Linked DNA regions of Mus musculus: region 1 is linked to region 2. The links are chromatin contacts, called in public HiChIP or PLAC-seq maps. All regions are on one chromosome and are shown on one strand. The core of a region is the stretch at or near the end of the contact, and the rest is flanking DNA. Distances in the headings are between cores, read along the strand shown. Region 1 overlaps Plcb4 (phospholipase C, beta 4). Region 2 overlaps Plcb1 (phospholipase C, beta 1).

What was found. HiChIP or PLAC-seq counts read pairs in DNA pulled down with a chosen protein or histone mark.
Region 1: a PDX1 HiChIP or PLAC-seq map of a beta-TC-6 cell line shows a contact between it and region 2, with 8 times the contacts expected there. The contact joins two enhancer-like sites. A contact is called at or near these places in 3 of 39 promoter capture datasets (the 3T3-L1 cell line, hippocampal neurons and neural stem cells), 16 of 484 Hi-C or Micro-C datasets (the C2C12 cell line, MC3T3-E1-derived osteoblasts, the N1E-115 cell line and 8 more), 11 of 115 datasets of contacts at active chromatin or transcription factors (a beta-TC-6 cell line, cardiomyocytes, craniofacial prominence and 8 more) and 1 of 9 other capture datasets (embryonic stem cells).

Annotation. Positions count from the first base shown.
Region 1 is chr2:135,670,563-135,676,599 of GRCm38.p6, reverse strand. The region is part of intron 1 of Plcb4 (phospholipase C, beta 4); the gene reads right to left. Among named protein-coding and RNA genes, the nearest start is that of Plcb4, 14 kb to the right of the region's middle. Within about 2 kb of position 3,684, at least 6 of the 459 cell types and tissues checked have an H3K27ac peak or open chromatin away from gene starts, as enhancers often do.
Region 2 is chr2:135,416,562-135,422,856 of GRCm38.p6, reverse strand. The region is part of intron 31 of Plcb1 (phospholipase C, beta 1); the gene reads right to left. Among named protein-coding and RNA genes, the nearest start is that of Gm31993, 120 kb to the left of the region's middle. Within about 2 kb of position 2,691, at least 2 of the 459 cell types and tissues checked have an H3K27ac peak or open chromatin away from gene starts, as enhancers often do.

The DNA.
Region 1 (6,037 bases), core at 2,435-4,934, 250 kb before region 2:
AAAAACTGGAGCTTCACTGTGACCAAAGAGACCACACAGCTTATGCTTTGTTCAAATAAATTCAATTAACCATAGCTGCTCAAGTGAATCACCAAAATTTTAATCCTATGCTGGAAGAAACTATTTGTCCTATCTAACTTCATTCTATGATGTAGCTAAATCAGGCGCCGGATAGAGTGCTTTAAATAAAAGTAGATCATCCCTACACAATCAAATTCTCTGTGATTTAGCACTACAATATTTTACCAGCTTACTCAAAATATCCATGGATTCCTTTTTAATTTAAAGCACGATAGCATAATGCTTTCTATTTATGATACCTTTATAGTCAATCTTTCTATTTAAGAATATACTGAATATAAATCGCTTAGCAGGTACGTTCTCTATTTTATAACATCAATTCCACAAGTATTTTATTTCTACATCAGTAATTTGCGTAGAAGTCATTAAATAAAATACCACATTCGTAACAGCTCTATTATGCTGTATGTGCTCCTCTGATGAGTACCAAGTCACATAATTTGGTACACAGTACTTAGTGCAAGCCTTACGATAATTTATTCTCCAAATCTGGCAAATGGAAACCTTCAGCTACTAAAAAGAACTTAAGATATTTTCTAGAGAAAAACACAAAACACTGTTCAAAAACTACCCACAATTATATGTCACTTATAAAATTATAAACTAGGCAATGATTGGAGTTAGTAATTGTGGGAAAACGATTTAAGACCATCTAATATGGTTATCTTTCCATTCTGGAATTTCTCAAAGAAGTATGTGGAGTTCACACAGTAAAAGAAGGTTAAGAAAGACAGGACTTTTTAAGTTCCACCCACAAAACGTTAAGAAAGCATCTAACCGCACTGTAAATCAAGCCTTCTGAAGCAAGGGGCTCATGCTCAAAGGCCAAAATTAATATTCTAACATTAGACTACTAGACTAATGTCATCGTTTTGTTCTCCTAAATTGCCAAGCACCCTCCTTTACATAACTTACTCAGCAAGCAAATGTAAAGCACTTTCTTTGCATTAAATATTGTGCAAGGTTCATGAGGAAACAGGGAAACAGGCATAGTCAACCTCAGCCTGAGGGAGCATTGGGCAGAGTGTGCACATGCGTGTGCGTGTGCCTGTGTGTGTGTACACACACAGCAGTGAGACACTGAATACTAACCAAACAGGGAACTGTACAAAGTCACAGGTGCTCTGGAACCAGCACTTATAAATACATTTAAAAAGAGCCAATATAGCTAGTAAGTCGTTTCTCGCTGTCATGGAGGCTTGAAGGCCAGGATCAAGGTTCAGGCAAGTTAGGCTTCTCCTGACGCCTGTCTCCTTGACTAAGACTTGATAAGACCCTCTCATCTCCGTCCTCCTGTGACCTTTCCTCTGTATCCATACAGGCACAGATACAGCAATGTGCACTCAGAACAAGCTTATTTTAAAGCCTATCTGTACTGTCAATCAATCACAAGACCTTGAATAAATGTTTGAATCACTCAGTGTTCTAGTATCAAACGATGATTACGCCTACCCTGCAGGATTACAGAAAGAACGAGGTTGCATTCCTATGGCCCAAGGAACATAGCACAGATCTAAAGCACACTGGGTTCTGAGCTAGGTCTCAAAGTAACCTGGGAAATCACACTATAAAATATTACAATAGTACAGCTTTAAGTTACGCCTCTTAAATATTATGACTTTGCAAAGTAATGACTCTAAAATACCACAACAAAACTACTCCATGTCCCCAGTATGGTTTCTTGTATTCATACCTGCTGTCTATCGTGTCAGTGCTTAGGCATGCGTGCGTCTGTCTTTCTGCCTGTCTGCTTGCCTATCTTTCTGTCTGTGCGTGTATCTGTCTGTTTAAGTATCTGTCTGTGTGTGTCTGTGTGTGTGTGTGTGTGTGTGTGTGTGTGTGTGTGTTTATACCTATGAGCCTGCCTATGTGTGTATCTTTCTATGCCCATGTGCCCATATATGTGTGTGCCAATCTGACTGTCTGCATGTGTCTGTCTTGTCTGTACATACCTGTGGGGTGTGGGGGTATGTTAGTGTGACTGACTGTCTGTCTGTCTGTGTCTCTCTGGGTAGGAGAGCATGTGTGTTTGTCGGTCTGTGTCTGTGAGCCTATATGTGCATAGGTGTGTGTATCTCTGTGTCTTTTTCTGTATGCCTGTGGTGTGTGTGTGTGTGTGTGTGTGTGTGTGTGTGTGTGTGTGTGTGTGTTTGTGTCTTCCTCTCTGAGGAGTCTCTGACCTGTGGGAAGGCAAGAGGACTGTAGGAAGCAGTGACTCTGTATTCTTGGTATTTCATTGTTTCTGGGGTATAAAGGCTGCACTGACCTCTAGCAGAAATAAGTTTCTTTTCAAATATTCAGACCAAATACCTTGTTGAGACAGTAAAGTGTACCTTCCAAGTAACTGACGTTGTCCATTCTCCCACAAAGCTTTTGGAACACCTTGGCTTGGTACAAAGAGGAACACTTACAGAAGGTTCAACAGACAACTGCTGCAACTCTCTCAGTCAAGGAGTAGACTCCTCCTGGTTTTCCATCTTTAGGACAACCCTGAGAGTTTCTCCTGTTTAAATCCAAACTTAGAAAACAAGGGATGGCCTGTAACTGAACAGTTTGAGAGCACAGCTATACCGAGTCACCTCAGGGTGAGGACTAACACCCAAGTCATCTGTGTGAGTCCAATTCCTCCTCTTCCCTGGGAGGCTGGAGAAATCCCGCACGCTACTCATGACAGACGGAGAGGAGCTATAGCCAGTTACTTTGATTCCTTCAAAGGGAATGGAAAAACGGACAGAATGAGGCCAGGCGCTTGATTCTGCAGGAGCATCCTGGGTCCGAAAGGCTCTAAATAAAAGGAAACACTCCGTTCATTCCCAAGTGCTGCTATATTTTCTCAGCAGCTGCAATAACTAAACTAAAACCCCCCCTAAATATTGTCTCCATTGAAACTTGAGTAATGATCTAATTAATAACTAACATTCTCAGCAGCATTTTTTCAATACAAAGCTAAAAGAGATTTGCTAAATAAAAAGATGTGAATTGAAACAGAGAAGAAAACTCTTAAACATTACCATGCCACATGTATGGTGGGCGGCGTTACAGTTCAAAAGCCATTCTTCAGAGTTACTCAAACTACTGTAAATAACACAGTCAGTCCCCCAACTCTGGAGCACAAAAAAAAAGACACTCTTTCAAAAATAATATCCAGTGGAATATTCCCCTTTAATTAAGTGTATTTCTATTTGGCAGTCATATATCCCCAGGTCCTTTGGAAAATAAAATACAATGCAAAAAGCAAGTACAAAGCATTTTAGATCACAGTGAGCCCAACTAAATAAAATAATCCTTTTAAATAAATTACTTCCCCCTGAATTCCCTGCAAGTTTGAAATGGGGAAATTTCTCTAACTTGCCACACTATACAGAAAACAAGCAAAACACATTAAAACTGAGCTCATGACACAGAAAAGACAACAGGATCAAGTGTCCTCCAGGCACAGATGAAAGATGGACTGTGTCGTGGGGAACATCTTTGGGCGTGGTTTGCTATTATGACATTAGTTTCTGATAGAGAAATAATGACCGCAGCATTTCCAGATGACTGATCACCTTTCCAAAATGGTTACTGGGCCATCTGTCAGCACCCAGGGATTCCCCTGTAAGTGTGTAGATGGCTTCCTGCTCTTACCTGTGACGCTCCTTTGGCTCGCTCACTCACCTCTTCTCTAATGTACTCCACAGGCAGAATTTGCAATGTTGGCAATTACCACTCACTCATTAAGGACACACTCATTTAGTCCCAGACATGCACCCATTTTATTCTGGGCACAAGTCATGTTGTAGCTAAAACATGAGCAGTTGACATGGAGGCAGAGGTGCAGCACCCACCCGCACTGGGGTTGGAATCTAAGCGGGCTGGGAGGGATAAAGCCCCGCCCTCATCCAGAGTCTCTGAAGAGCGGTGAGGAGGGTGAGGAGTTCAAAGTCAACAAGCACACAGCAGCCACAGCATTTAGCTTCTTGGAGTTTAATAATGCTTACTACAGGTTATACAAATAAAGGAGTTAAAATTTCACAGCACAGTTCAGACCAAGGATGGCTTGCATTCGGCAAATTAGGGAAACAGAAATTAATCGTGAAAGCCCTGGGGATTTGTGGAGGAGGTTTTTTTTTATATAAATAATGCTCAAAGGCTTTTTTTGTGCAGATTTCTTTAGCTGGTATGAAGAATGAAGTCATAGGCAAAGATGTAAAGTTATAAAGTAGCTGTTTGTGTGTCTCTCTGAAAACTGTAAACTCCTACATGGAAGGGGAAAAACAACAACAACACACACAAAAACAAACAAACAAACAAACAAAAACAACCCAGCACCATTGTAAAGAATACCTGCTGGAGCCAAGAGAATATACATGATTGACAGATGAGGGATGGGGGTGGACTATACCGCTAGAAGAATCTGGGCTTAGAATAAGGATACTGTTATGGTTGTGGTTTGGATCTAAAATGTTTACTACAGGTACCAGGATTTAAACCCTTGATCCCCAGCCGTTGGTGCCAATTTTGGAGGCCATAGCACCCTTAGGAGGTGGGACCTAGCTGGAGGAAGCTGGTCACTGAGGAACAGGTCTCATGCATGACTATCCATGTTCTGGGCAAAGGTTTTCTCCGCTTACTTATCAGCAGGGATGAAAATGTGCAACCTCCCATTCCTGCTACCCCATACCCGCCAGCTCGGCTCATGCCTTCCAGGCCAGAAGGGACTGTACCTTGCCAAACTTCGAGCCAAAATAAACCTTCACTCCTTTAAATTGTTACTTGTCGTGCATTTTGTCATAGCAACAAGAAGACCACTACAGTCATAAACTTGGGCAGCGAGATGCAAGGAAAAAAACAAACAAACAAACAAAAAAAAAAACAAAAAGAATGGACAAAGCTATCAATGTGGCCAGGGGTGGGGGGCCAGCAGATTCTCTACATGAGCAACTTGTTGCACAAAGGTTTAGAAACTGGGATAAGACTTTGATGTGAAGTTGAGGGCTTCTGTTTGAGGCATTCTGACCTGTAGGTACCCATAGGACTTCAAGGTCAAGATCTCCAGCAGACAAAGGATGCATTTGAAACTCAGACAAAAATTTACAGCTATGGGAGTTTCCAGTAAACAATAAGTTGACAGAATGGTGAAAGCAAAAGAACCATCTCCTACAGAGAGAGTTTTAGAATGAGGCCTCCACAGAACACCAGGTCAAGTGCTGAGTGGTGAAGGCTCTTCGTGAAGCTCTGCCTCAGTGCATAAAAACAATCTGTGTGCGAGGGACAGGTAAGCCCTCAGAAGCAGGGACTTCACAAATCTATGGCAGGAACCACAAAAATGAATCAAGCAAGCAAAACCTGTTTACTCTGAAGTGAGAATGTTGCATGTTGGTCGGAGATTCTGGGAGCACAGGGCAGCAGAGGCTAATAGCTAGTGTCCTGGAAGCTTACACTACAAGCCTTGGACGTGAGGAAAGACAAATCTCTTTCCGCTGTCCGATTTTATGATTCTAATCAAGTCCCATTGCTTGTTCTCGAAGAACAGATGCACAAACCCAACAGAGCAGTCTTCACCTTTTCAAACACCAGGAGCAGAAACGCAAGTCAGAAGCTAAAGCTGATCCTGTCTGGAGTCTTATTGCTCTGCTGAATGAATGAGAAAAATACAGCTTGTTCATGTCTACCGAGGGATGCTAAAGACTTTCTCAAATTGACTTCTTCAAAGAAAAATTACCACTAATAACTCAATTTCTTCCTAGTCTTCCCCACCCCCACCATTTTAGATAAAAGAATTTAACAAAATATTAAAAGCAAAGGAATGGCTTCCCAGGTAGCCAACTTAATGGTGACAGACATTATGAATCCCCTGCACCTCTAACCCTAATCCATCGGATAAACATATTGAGTTTCCCACTCTATGGTTTTACCAATGAAAAACAGTCTATTCCAAATGACACTGAAAAACTGTCAACCAATGCTTCTCTAA
Region 2 (6,295 bases), core at 1,442-3,941:
ACAGGGAGTCATCTGTGGGTCAGGCTTTTGGTTTTTAGTCTTATGACAGGGATTCTAATAATCTGCTCAGAGTCAGAACCAGCATGTACTCACATCTACGGAAAGTAAATATTTTGCAGTTGAGCTTTTAACATGTCAATGGTCATCAAGGTCCCCTTTCAAGCACATGGTAGTGCAAAAGGACCTCCATCCAGGACCACTGTCTGCTTTTCCTGGTGTTAGCCTCTATAGCCCTGACTACATTTTAAAATTTCCCTGGCATTATGATACTTCAAAATGAAATGAAATTTAATTTCTTTAATGTATTACCTCAGACAAGTTTTAGAACCAAGTGTTACACAATTTATTAAATATGCTGGAAAGCTCCCCTTTTGTCTGAGCAAGTATAAACAACTGTTCTAATGAAAATTTAAGACCACTAAGTTTTATTACGGTTGGTAATTATTTCTTTTCTATAGATGTGGAGGCTTAAGTCTTTGTGGATAGCATCCTTTGGCCAATGGAGTGTTTAGTAAAAATCTGTATGCCAATGGCAGAGAAGATTTTGTGAGTTAGTTCAAAAGCTGGTACAGATTTTTTGATATCATGAAAATCACTTTCAGTTAAAATAAATGTAAAGCATTTATGAAATTTATTTTTTAAAAATCCATTACTTAAAAAAAATAAAATGGGATGGGCTAGAGAGATGGCTCAGCAGTTAAGAGCATTTGTTGCTCTTGAACAGGACCCAGGTTTAATTCCAAGCACACACATAGCAGCTCATAGCCATTTATAGCTTTCATTCCAGGGGATCCAACATTCTCTTCTGTGGATACCAGGCACACATACATACACACACACACACACACACACACAAGAGAAAAATAAGTAAATCTTTTAAAAAATACGTGGCTAGTTGATCACTTAAAAATAGAGCTTACCTTCCAAGTAAACAACAATAATAAATAAAGCTGGTGTCTTGTCCATATTCTAACCGATGTCTGAGGTATGTCCTGAGGTCTTACAGCCTCCTGTTTTACAATGACCTGACTTCACATTGCTAGCACTGAGACACTGTAAACTCAGCCAGAATAATCCAATAAGAAAGAAAAGTGTGGTGATCACAAAGAGTGTGAAATAAGAATTTAGCAAGAGGGAGCTCATTGCTGATATCCGATGTGACTGTCCATCACTGAATAGTCAGAGATGTGGATCCATGATAGCATGATAGCATCCCTGGTACATTACTGTGAACGTGAGCAGCTGGGGAGACTGACTTTCTCTGGAGCTCCATCTATGAAGAACAGCCTTGTTTCCTGAAACTGTATCTGAAGCTTAGGGAATTCTGGCATTCCCTGTGTTACCCATGGGAAATCTGGGCTAAAATATAAGCCCTGTCAAGATATACTGCTCTAGTTTTCAGGTGTTTCCAGAAGGTCATCTCCATTGTGGTAGGGTTGGGAGGTAGAGCTAAATACAGTGATTGGATTACCAAGGTAGGGACCTTGGTCATTGTGCAGGTGGGTTAGTTACAAGAATGGGCTGTTGGAATGAGACCCTGCTCACACTTTTCTTTGTATCTGCTTATTTGTCTTCACTCTGTGCCATGTTGTCATGCAGCACAAGATCTCAGATGTTGTCCTTTGCTCAAGGACTTCCTGGGCTTCAGAACCATAGCTGAACTTTTTAAAAAGTTCCATCGATATTCTTCTGTGATAGTGACAGGAAGTGAATGGCTGTGCATAATGACGCCAGCCTTGGCACACATTTTACTATACTTAATACATGAAGACGTATTCAGTAGGTTCTTACAGGACTTTGCATGATTTTTTAAGCTATGTGGTTTAACTTCATTCAGAAATGGAACCCCCTTACTTCTAGAGGATAGAGGATAAACACAGTCAATCTTGGCCTGTTTTCTTGTTAGTGTCCTCCACTTTTTTTTCTTTCAGTCCAGCAGTTCTAAGTCACAGACAACTGAGAATATTAGCATTTAAAAAACACATTTACAAGGATATAGGTAAACAAAAAAAAAAAGCAAGACAAAACAAAACAGAAAACTGAAGCATTTATCAAAGTCAGTCTGGATTCATGATACTTTCTAATAAATTCATCTATGTGGCCCTAGATACTGCTGGGGGATGGGATGGGGAAATCAGTCCCATCTCAAGGTGGAATGTGGGAGACTCATCTCCATTAGGTCAGCAGCAAAGTCTTCCTGGTGGCACAAAGATGCTCTGAACCCAACCATGCAGAAAGACAGATGGTGCATAAGAAAGGCAGGTGAGAAAGGACCAGGCTAGAGGCCACTTTATGGTCTCAAAGCCAAAGCTCTTAGCTGTCTTCTTTGCACCAGGGTGTGACTGTGAATGATCCTCTACTGGCTAATGCATGAAACAGGGAGGGTGACATTAACAGTCACATATATGCCAGAGCTGAGACTTGCATTTGAGTCTGAATTTGATGCAAGCCCAAGAAATCTTGAGCAGTAATACCTGCATCTCAGGCTTTCCTTTGAAGTCAACAATGCTTCAGAGAAACGTTGAGGAATTTAAAGATTAAATAAAGTGTCTTTCTAGAGGCTTTTTCTCCAATATTTTATGAGAAAATTTCTCAAGCATATGTAGCATTTAAAGGAAATGAACAGCAGACATCCACAGATTCACTGTGATATTCTACCGTTGACCATTACTGAGTTAGCTTATTTCTGCCTCATTTAGTTTTGGGATACATTTCAAAGACTTTCAGACATCAAAGCTTATATATCAGCACACATGTGATGAGTTGGCGTTCATTGTGATTAAAAAAATAAGGCATTCTGAAAATGCAGAATGATTCTCTGTCTCATAAGTGAATTCTCTTAGGTCTGGGCGAGTCTGCAGTGAGGATCACTACTGGAGAAAGTCATATACTAGATCTTTTCCTAAATAACTACTTCTAAGCATACGAAAACAAAACAAAAAAAAAAAACAAACAAAATATGACTTGTAAGTGAGGAGGAAAAAAAAAGAGGTTTCGTCTTTTCCTCTCTCACTCACTGATACCATTTAATCAGCTGGGTCGGGTCCTTTAGGGTGCGTCACCATGGCACTGTGATATTCATGAACATCACAGTGTAGAAGCTGCAACCCTGAATCTGCACAAATCCTCAAAAAGCCATACAGAACTTTTTGTGAGAAATAAGTCGATGAATTTCTGGCTTGTACTTAAGCTTGGCCCAATAAAGGACAGCATGTCCTAATTAGTGGGGTCACCCTCGAGAAACGGTAAGAGTGGCCATAGAATAATGCCAGCTTAGATCAGCTCCCATGCAAACAAATCATCCCTGTGTCCACCTTTTTCTTAAGAGAAGGTTGAGAAGATAATTGGCCTCTCTGTCAGGGGGGGTCAGCAGATTCCCCTGCCAAACCTTTGAGAGAACTTAATTGGACTTTGGACAATAGAGAAGACAGTGACCTATAAATAGAAAGTAACTGTTGAGAAGAGATTCTACAAGAATTACAGAGAGACAAAGACAGATGGGGACTCATGGGGGCCCTCACGATGCACGAGAAAGGCTACATTGCCAGGGACACACATTGGGAAAGTCTAAAATGCAAATGTCCCCCGGCAAGCAAATCAGTATAGCTCTGGAAAGGCTCTCTTCTTTCATTTGATTTCCCTGAGTTACACAGAATAGTCTATTAAAACTATTTGTCACGCTGCTGTTTCCCTTCCTTTAGCTCAGGGGCTGGCAAACTATCCCCAGGGGGAGCCACACAGAAAATATTTTGACTATGTAGGCTGTCCTGTCTCTGAAGCAATTGTTCAGTTTGGTACGGGAGATACAAACCCAGACAACACATAAAGAAATGGGCATGCGGATGCTTAGGAAAACTTCTTGAATTTTCTGTTTCAAGCTATTTCATGGGCTCCAAAATATTCTTCTTTGGATCAGTTTTTGATCATTTCAAAATCCAAAATTCATTCTTTGCACCTTGGGTTGTGTAAAAACAGGAAGTAGCATGGGTTTGATTTTCTAGTGGACTTCCTGTGATGGTAGAAAAGATGCACTGGCAGCGCCCAGGACTGGACGTACCAGCTACTGGCCTGTAGAATCTGGAACTAGGGGTCACAACAAGAAGAAACTGAGTTTTAAATGCTGTTCAATTGTAATTAAATAACGATTGAATTGCTGTGTATGGTTCATGATTATCCCTTTGTACAATACAGCTGCATAGCCTTCTTTCACATTAATGAGAAAAGATCAACATCTTTGGCCTACAAACAACAAATTCCTTCCTTTTTGCTGAGTAAGTCATATATTTGGTACTCCCACTTGCAGAGGCCACCACTTCTGTATATACCTGTGCATGCACACCGTGGGTGATGCCACATGCACACACTGTGCCCTGTGTGTTCTCAAGTGCATGTCCAAAGCATAGTGCTCGTGCCTGAGTACATACCACGCAGCCTTTTGTCTATAGAGCCAAGTTGAAAATATAATTAGGAGGGGAAAAATGTTCCTTGACGTGTGCCTTCTTTTCCTATTTATTATCTATGCAAACACAATACAGGATAATGAAAACTACTGTATGGTATGAAGTTCAACATTCTTTTGGTTTGCTCAATTATTTATTTAGGGAAAAAAAACCTTACATCCCCTTTAGTCAGCTTGTAGTAGTGAGCCTGCAGGAGTGATCCAGGAAATGAGATCTGAGCTATGTAACGTGAACATTTCCAAATCATTGACAATGTACAACCCCAAGGTCACTTCAGATGAAATCCCCATTCGCAGGCAATACTTCATGCTGTGCTCCCAAGCAAAATCCCGAGAAGACGACTAGTCACACACAAAATCACAAAAATCACTAGTGTTTAAACTGCTTTTGCAACCAGTGTATTCAGCCGTACTGTACAAGCCTATTTAGACGGTTCCGAGGCTTCTCTGGTGTACTCTATCCAACAGCATTCTTACTTCGTCCTCTCTAGAGTCCCGTGCTTGGTTGTCTCTGGCAATTCTGTAGTCTGCTGGTAGGTACCAACAACCCCTCAGTTGCACAGCCAGAGAGCCAGACAATTCTTTCCCTACTTCCTTTCTTGACACCTTGCACCTAACTCAGCACTGGGTCCTGCTTCACATGCTCCCGTCTGTTGTCACAATCCAGGTTCATACAGCTCTTGTTGCATTAATACAACGGGAACAGACAATCTCTTGAAATGTTAAGAAGAGTGCTTGGTTAAATGAAAGCAGCAAGGATCTTGAGTGACTCTATGGTAGTACCAAAGAGCGGGAAGTCACAATGCCAATGACACCTAAAAGCTCAGTCAGTTGCCAGGCAGCTTCTGCTCACACTGAAAAATAATGCACAGGTTTTGAGTGGCAAACTCCCTGTTCCCAACTGACTTCGGTACTCACGGTTCCCAACTGACTGCCTTACTTGGTTCCTTGATCTCACTTTATCTCACACTGTCCATCTGTCCTTTGAGATGCTCATCTCTCTTTGCTGTGTGTATTAGTGCTCTCTGTATTCTTCTTGGGGACAAAACTGTCATGAAATAAATATTTGTAATTTGGAGCTCCAATCCTTATTTCTATTGTTTATCTATGTATTTACATATTTATTTATAGTGGTAAGGACCGAACTCAGTATCTTGTGCATGTTAGGGAAGCCATTCTCAGTATTGAAAAACAATTTTGATGGCTGTATGACAATCAGTGCCCAACTGGGCACATGCCTCCTTGTGTGTCTATCTATCTATTCATCCATCCATCCATCTATCTATCTATCTATCTATCTATCTATCTATCTATCTATCTATCTATCTATCTATCTAATCTATCTACACACACACACACACACACACACACACACACACACACACACATATCCTCAAGATTACATGTGGTTTCTCTCATACACTCTTCCATGTCCACATCACATAACCACACTTCTCCGGAATTTGTGAGAAGGCAGTAAAATATTTAATAATGAAGCAGAGCCTGGGTCTAATCAAAATTGGGCATCCAAACAAAATACTAGACAAAACATTAGAGCCATCATTTAAACCCATGCTGTGATGTTTTTGGTTTGATTTTGAAAGTATTCTGGAAGCAGGTACTATCCTGAGGTTTTTGTCAGTGTCTGGGGAGCCAGGAAAAGAAACAGGATATTACAAATTGATTGGTGTGTTTATTACTACCACATCCTCCTTTAGATCTCAGAATATTTTATTTTCTTTGCATCTACTTGACATTTAAGAGTCAAGAATTTTTTCTTTTTTTCTTTTCTTTTCTTTCTTTCTTTCTTTCTTTCTTTCTTTCTTTCTTTCTTTC